2 separate regions of the Salmo salar genome follow, and region 2 is linked to region 1. Evidence: chromatin contacts called from public Hi-C data. All regions are on one chromosome and are shown on one strand. The core of a region is the stretch at or near the end of the contact, and the rest is flanking DNA. Distances in the headings are between cores, read along the strand shown. Region 1 overlaps mafa (MAF bZIP transcription factor a). Region 2 holds the start of mafa (MAF bZIP transcription factor a).

Evidence for each region. A called contact is a pair of places that touch in the nucleus more often than the background predicts.
Region 2: a Hi-C map of muscle shows a contact between it and region 1, with 3 times the contacts expected there. The contact joins the promoter of mafa here to the enhancer-like site in region 1. A contact is called at or near these places in 2 of 3 Hi-C or Micro-C datasets (gill and muscle).

The regions. Positions count from the first base shown.
Region 1 is chrssa26:23,656,159-23,659,916 of Ssal_v3.1, forward strand. The region is part of intron 2 of mafa (MAF bZIP transcription factor a); the gene reads right to left. Among protein-coding and RNA genes, the nearest start is that of mafa, 58 kb to the right of the region's middle. Within about 2 kb of position 2,168, at least 2 of the 13 cell types and tissues checked have an H3K27ac peak or open chromatin away from gene starts, as enhancers often do. A contact at or near this core is called in muscle, where this site is marked.
Region 2 is chrssa26:23,713,646-23,717,403 of Ssal_v3.1, forward strand. It overlaps mafa (MAF bZIP transcription factor a), which reads right to left and starts at 2,089. Exons shown (of 3, transcript XM_014175861.2): 1 at 695-2,089. The coding sequence starts at 1,662.

The DNA.
Region 1 (3,758 bases), core at 918-3,417:
TGCACCATGCACTCAGTCCAGAGACACCCTGCACCATGCACTCAGTCCAGAGACACCCTGCACCATGCACTCAGTCCAGAGACACACACCCTGCATCATGCACTCAGTCCAGAGACATACACCCTGCACCATGCACTCAGTCCAGAGACACACACACTGCACTCAGTCCAGAGACACACACCCTGCACCATGCACTCAGTCCAGAGACACAAACCCTGCACTCAGTCCAGAGACACACACCCTGCACCATGCACTCAGTCCAGAGACACACACCCTGCACCATGCACTCAGTCCAGAGACATACACCCTGCACTCAGTCCAGAGACACACACCCTGCACCATGCACTCAGTCCAGAGACACACACCCTGCACCATGCACTCAGTCCAGAGACACACACCCTGCACCATGCACTCAGTCCAGAGACATACACCCTGCACCATGCACTCAGTCCAGAGACACACACCCTGCACCATGCACTCAGTCCAGAGACGCACACCCTGCACTCAGTCCAGAGACATACACCCTGCACCATGCACTCAGTCCAGAGACACCCTGCACCATGCACTCAGTCCAGAGACACCCTGCACCATGCACTCAGTCCAGATGAAATGAAAATAGTAAAGAAGGAGACCAGAAAGAGGGGAAAGAAACAAAGATGATGTTGCTGTTCTTTAAGAGTCTTCTTGGGATCTAAGAGGGTGCCAAACCTAGTTTCCTCTGTTCCCTTGCCTCTGTCCCCTCTCATCCTCACCTTTGACCCCACACCCTTCACCAGTGCTGACGATGCCTCGCCCTGCCTTGCCCCTGGGTGCCCAACCCTTCATTGTTTTCCCTCTGCTTTTCCACTGGGAGAAACAGGAGCATTGAGGGCCTCCTTGAGTGTCTCCACAACAGGGAGGGAGCTCTAAGCCAGCCGCTCCAGGCACTCCAAACTCTTCACACATTCCGGCTCGGGACAAGTGGAGGAGGCTCGAAGGCCACCAGGACCACAGCGAGCCATGAGGCCTGACCAAAACAGAACCCTCTACACCAGGTTATGTTACAGTGGAACTGACAAACGGACACACACACACACACACACACACACACACACACACACACACACACACACACACACACATGCTAAAGCGTCCGATGGCACTCAAGGTACTGTAGCAGGGCCCAAGTGCAGGATTTATAATGTGGTCACTAACCACTGTACCAGGGTCAGGCTTAAGGACGGAATGTTGTTTCCCCACCACAGGGACACTCATCCACAGCTGAGCAGAGTGTCCTATTAATAGAGCCCAGTATTAGGTTTCTCCCCAATTAGTGAGGGGGAAAAGGGTATTATACAGGTATGTGTCCAGACTGGTATTGAGTTCACCATAACACATTCATGCCATTCAAATTGTCACTTCATACAGCATATGGACCCCGGACAAATAAAGACATCTATTTTCACAACTTCCATACATGGCTGCAGTTAAATGTGAGTGTGACTCAATCAACAGTGTGAACATATAATTCAATTAAGAATAATAAAAAGGAGCTTTTGATGTCGTACATCTTATCCACACTTAGACCCAGAGTGAATGTCAGCAGGGACATGGATGTGGAACATTTAATTATATGCCCATCACAAGAGAGAGAACAAGAGAGAGAACGAGAGAGAACGAGAAAGAGCGAGTGAACAAGAGCGAGAGGGAGAGAAAGAACAAGAACAAGAGAGAGCGAGAAAAAGAAAACGAAGGAGATAAAAGAAGAGAAGGAGTGAAACACATGCGGACATGCCACTGGCAGACAGGCACAGACGTACAGCACCTCTAGTGAACATGATACAGGGCTGAGTGGTATACAGTGCAACAGCCTACATGCATGCCTCTATGCCAAACGAAGACCAAGCTGATCTATGACAAATCGTCTCAGCAAGCCACAACACGATCCTTCTGCCATCTGTAAAGTGTAACGTTCTCCTTTCCCCTTTCGAGACAAACATACAGGGTCATTGAGACCATTGGAGACACACTAGGTTTATGAGAGAGGTGATGCAATGTAGCCGTGTATACTGGGCTGTAAGCAACAGAGAGGAAGCTAGTTGTTTTAGAGAGAGAGAGAGAGAGAGAGAGAGAGAGAGAGAGAGAGAGAGCATAACATAACAGTGCAGTCCAGGGCCGAGGGCAGAGAAATGGTGTGATTCAGGAGAAGCCTGTATTCAGAGCCAGTACTTGTGCTTGGCAGCCTGTGTGATCAATATAAATAGCACCAAATGGGCTGTTATAAAAATGTTGAGAGTTGTAAATGATCCCCAAAGACAAAACCGGAGCAGTAGTGAGCACACACTAACATACACAAACACAAACACACACAGAATCACACTCACATGCACACACACACACACACACACACCTTAATAAAAAGACTCAAACACACACATCGAGAGGCAATAGGATATTGAATGCTGGTTGCAAGCAGACATGGACACACTCATGCATACATCAAAAGGGAATGTCTTTGTGTAATTGTGAGCTGTGATTGTGTATTTATGAATATCGCTATCGCATGCGTATGTCGAAGAAAAAATTATAAAACAAACTTGCATGATTGCTGCCTTGTAATCTAATTTGACCAAACCACAAGCATGCACATACACATACACATACACATACACACACGCATGCACGCACGCACGCACGCACACACTGCTCAAAGCTAAATACAGGTAACGCTGTTCCCTTAGTGGTAAGGACCCCGTCTTTATAGCTTTCGTCTGTACTACACATGATTAATGAAGATAGCTTATGACCAGTAGTATGCTGTAGACAGGCGGACAGTGAAGGGTTGATTGTAGGGTTGGTGTGGGGGGTGGAGTTGAGCTGACAGGAGGCAAGTCCCTGCCCTGAGGCCCTAGGGTGGAGGGATCAGATACACTGCCCTGTGTGGTCGGTAAGTGCGACTGCACCCAACCTTTACAGCACTGTGAGGACCTGAGGGCTTCATAATTGAAAACGCTTGGGTGAAGCGGAATATCTGAAAGGTGTCCCTTTGTCTAATATGTCCAATGTCCTTGCTCTAACTGATTGGACAGGTGGAATCACTGCATACGTTTAGGCCAAATTGATAATGCTTATCCACTGTTTCCAGATCAGTGAGGACCAGGAGATATGATAATTACAGAGTGAGATATCAGGACTAAGCCCTAGATTAAAGAGAAAGAAGAGAGTAGAAGAGGAAGGATGGGAAGAAGGAAAAATGAAGTGCTGCGCTGGCACTTTCTCCACACAAAGACTTTTCTAATGCATATGCATCCTCTAAATTCCTCTTAAAAATGAAAAGCGGTGCACCTTGAGCGACTTCATTCGTTGATATCTTTCCAACAAACTTTTGAGGTAAAACCCCCCACCCAAAAAAACCCAAGAAAGACTGAATTAAGGAGTGTGCTCAATTCCGGGTGACAAGAGCCGAGTGGTGCGTAACCGTTGGAAGCCTCTCTCCTTAGCCAGAGTGCTCGCGGTGATGGTCGCTAGCTGACGCTACCAGTGATCCTGAGCTATCATCACACAGACTGGCTAATGAGCATTAGCGCTTAGAGACGCACACAGGTAAAAGAAAAACACACACGGGGTGAGGAGAAAGGAACCTCCCGAGGATATGCTCTAACTTTCTAATATAAATCCTCTTTTCTTTTCTCCCTCCTTTCTTTTCCCCCTACGGACCATTAGCCAGTATATCCCTCCCTTCCCTCTTCCCTCCCTTTATCCCTCCCTCCCCTCCTCCC
Region 2 (3,758 bases), core at 839-3,338, 57 kb after region 1:
TATTTTAAAATAATGGATATTGTTTCTTATGAGTAATATAGTCTGTTTGTTGCTTAACACAAAATAGCAAGCATAACGCATGAGATGAGGTGGGGTAAAATGGCAGGCTCGCAGTCCTCCGAGTTTGGCAGAACAAAAACAGAAAGGGAAAAAGGCCAAAAACGTCTTCTTACTGTAGATGGATGCAGTTTTTGACCGGTATTTGTACACGGATTTCAAAGTCGAAAGGTGAAAAAAGGCAAGTCGATGAACTTCCAAGGGGTATACTTAGTGCTTGCATGCACACATAGTATACAGCAACATTGTAAAGTTAAAACAACTTCGAACAATAATAAATGATAGTTCATATTCAAAACACTGCAAGTAAAATGAACAATGATGAAAAAGAGCTTGACAAAAATATGCATCAAATAATAAGTATGGTAGCAAAAAAAAAGATGGCAGGTTTCAGTTTCTACTCCAAAATGAAGGACAATTATGACAAAGTTCCATCTTTCTATTGCAAGCCCCAAAACTCAAAGCCGTTATTTGACAGACTTGAGTAAACCCCTGTTGTCAAAAAAATTAAAACCGAAAAAAATGTTTGCAAATTAGTTTTCTTGGTCTAGTAAGCCCCATTACAAAAAAATCACAATGAAAACTTTTTAATGAGGGAACTGACAAACTCAGTTTTCATGATAATGTCGAGACTCACATGAAAAACTCCGGGGAGGAAGGGTTGTTGTCACTGCTGGATCCATTTTCTCTGAAGCCGTTGCTGATGAGCTTCTCATATTTTTCTTTGTATGCGTCCCTCTCCCGGGCCAGCCTGGAGATCTCCGCCTTGAGGTGGTCGACTTGCTGGACGAGCTGCGTCTTCTCGCCCTCCAGGACGTGCCGCTGCTGCACCCGCTTGTAGCGGCAGGACTGCGCATAGCCTCTATTCTTTAGGGTCCTCCTCTTCTGTTTCAGCCGGATCACTTCTTCCTTGCTGACTCCCCGTAGCTGCCGGTTGAGCTCCCGCACCGACATGCCCACCAGCTGGTCGTCCGAAAACCGGTCGTCCAAATGTCCCATGTGTGGGTGGTTTCCTCCGGAGCTGCCGTTGGACGAGACCCCGGGTGATTGGTGATGGTGGCCGCCGTTGTGGTGGTGATGGTGGTGGTGGGGCCCCCCGTTCTGGGCTGCTGCGGCGGCGATAACTGCGGACACCACCGCCGCGGCAGAGCCCATCTCTTCCCCGCCCATGGTGCCTCCTCCTCCGGCTCCGCCGGCAAACTGCTGCCCTCTAGCATAGCCATCGAAGGACTGGAGCTGGTGACTGCTGTTGATCAGCGCCTCAACTGCGTCTTCGGGGCTGAAGCCCAGCGCCTCCGGATTCAACTGCGGTTGATAACCGGACATCCAGTAGAAATCCTCCAAGTGTGCCTTCTGTTCGCTCCCCGACCCCGGACTGGGCGACGAGAAGCTTGGAGAAGGGGGCACCGAGCTGCAAGGCGTGCTCATCGGGGTGGAAGACAAGGATCCCCCGGCGATAAGGCGGCTGCACTGGCTGATGTTGCGATCGGGCTCCACCGGCTCCTTTTTCACTTCAAACTTCATCAGATCGAAGTCATTAACATATTCCATGGCCAGGGGACTGGTGGGCAGGTCGGAGTTGCTCATTGCCAGTTCTGATGCCATCCTCTTGCTGCCGACAGTCCTCCAAAGGGGGTGAAGAGCAGCTGTCAAACTGGGTTGGTTTGGAAGAACGTGAGCCAGTTTGCTTTTTAAGCGTATTTGTCTTAAAGTTAAAAAATAGGTTTTCAATGTCCTTTTTGCAGCGACGTGTTTCCAACTGTAAATTAATAGTTTTCTTTTCAGAGTCTATTGCACAGACGCACCAGAGCCGTGCACGCGAGTTGCGGAGTCCTCTTTCAGCATGAGAAATTCGGCGAATTGGTATTTTTAACATTTAACACATTACTGTTTCTTCATGGATAGGCCTACATTGCGTAAAGCGGAGAGGGTGAAATGTCGAAGGAGAGGGGTAAATGTAGCCTCGCACGTAAAATGCCTCTGACTTGTAGGCGATTTTTTAGAAGGATCACAGCAGATGAGTTTAAAAGCATTGCAGAGTTTTATAGCCGCCCTGACGTCAGTTTGGAAATGGGAAATTGACTCGGACGAAGAGCCAATGGGCTCGCACAATCTATGGGCTAATTAACATATTAGTCCAGAAACAAAACTTTTCTCAACTGTCAAAGGCTATCAGCTGACTGTCAGCTGCAATTCAACCTCTTAACTCTTTCGCCTCTCCATTTTAGGTATATTATTTTAATGGGCGTTTATTCTACCATTTGGACAAAAAAATATGCATTCAATTATCTCACTGCGCTCATGGTTGGGAAAAGACAGTAGGCTGTGTGCACATTATGGTTCGATTTAGTGTTATTGCAAGTGGCAATGGTAACATTTTAATATCCAAATGTAAATTACAATATGCAAAATATGAAGTTATTGAAGCAATAATATATATTATTAGTTGCTGTCATAAAATAAATGCGTAATAACGCCTTTGTATTGTGGTAGGATTTATATTAGTTTCAAAAGTATCAAAACATAGTGTTCATGATTTATAATGTGCAAATATTGGGGGAATGGTTATGCACACGTTTTCACAGTTCGTGTTACTTGAAATTCGAAGTGGTCAAATCTACCAGTAGCCTAAGCAAAATGCATAAGCATGCTTTACGATCATCTTAGTTACATGAACAACATCGTTGGCTCATACAGTATTAGTATGTGACAGAATACAGGAATACATATGATTCTGTGCTGAAGTTCTATGAAATAAAATTACAAAGGATTTGTGGAGAGCAGACATACATCTGCCGTTCTAAAACTCAACAGTGCCACCTTTTGGGGACATCGAAGCACCGTTCTCCAAAATAAACTGCTTCATCTGAAAGAATCATTCACAGCGGAAGTAAAATTAGACAATTTCGCACCAGACTATTTATTGGAAAGAATAATACTTCAATGTATGTATAGGTATGGTACATTTGTTTTAGAACGACAGTATGGATACATTGGCCGGGGAATAGTCAAAGGAGTGAATGGTGCATATTTCTGGCATATCCCGCATGAATCACGTGTCAATTGCAAGTTCTTTTGGGGGAGAAAATATAGGCTACAACATTCCCCACTCCATCAGCTGTATACAATAGATTGTGTAGAACATTCGTTACATAAGACAAGTAAACATGTACTTCCTAGTGGTCCAATCAAATCATCATCCCCTCAATAGGCTGCTATTAAGCAGTGGTTACATGGGAGTCATTCAGTAATGAACAATGTGTTCCAACCAGGCGGAGATTTACCTACCTGCACTACAGTGCTATATATACAAAAACTTTATCTAAAGCAGTGATTCCGCGGGCCTTGCTCCAAAGTCATACGTTAAACCACTCTCTTGTACATTGCACTTTATCTCGACAGTTCAGAGGTCAGACATTTCCTCTGATTTTAATGGACTGTGTGTCATGAGCAACTCACTTGTTGAAGTCTATTGCACAGACGAACCTTGGCTGCGCACGGCAGTTTAAACATGTAGTTTTATACTACACTATCCAGCCAAATTACCACCCTACAACTATTTTAACAATGCTCTCCTCCTACCCTCATTTACTCAGTCTAATCAGTGATATAATGCTTCTTTCACAATTTCTCGTAATTTAGTAAATACCAGCATACGACTGGGAAAAATCCCCTTCAACGCCCATCCAACTGGTAATTAC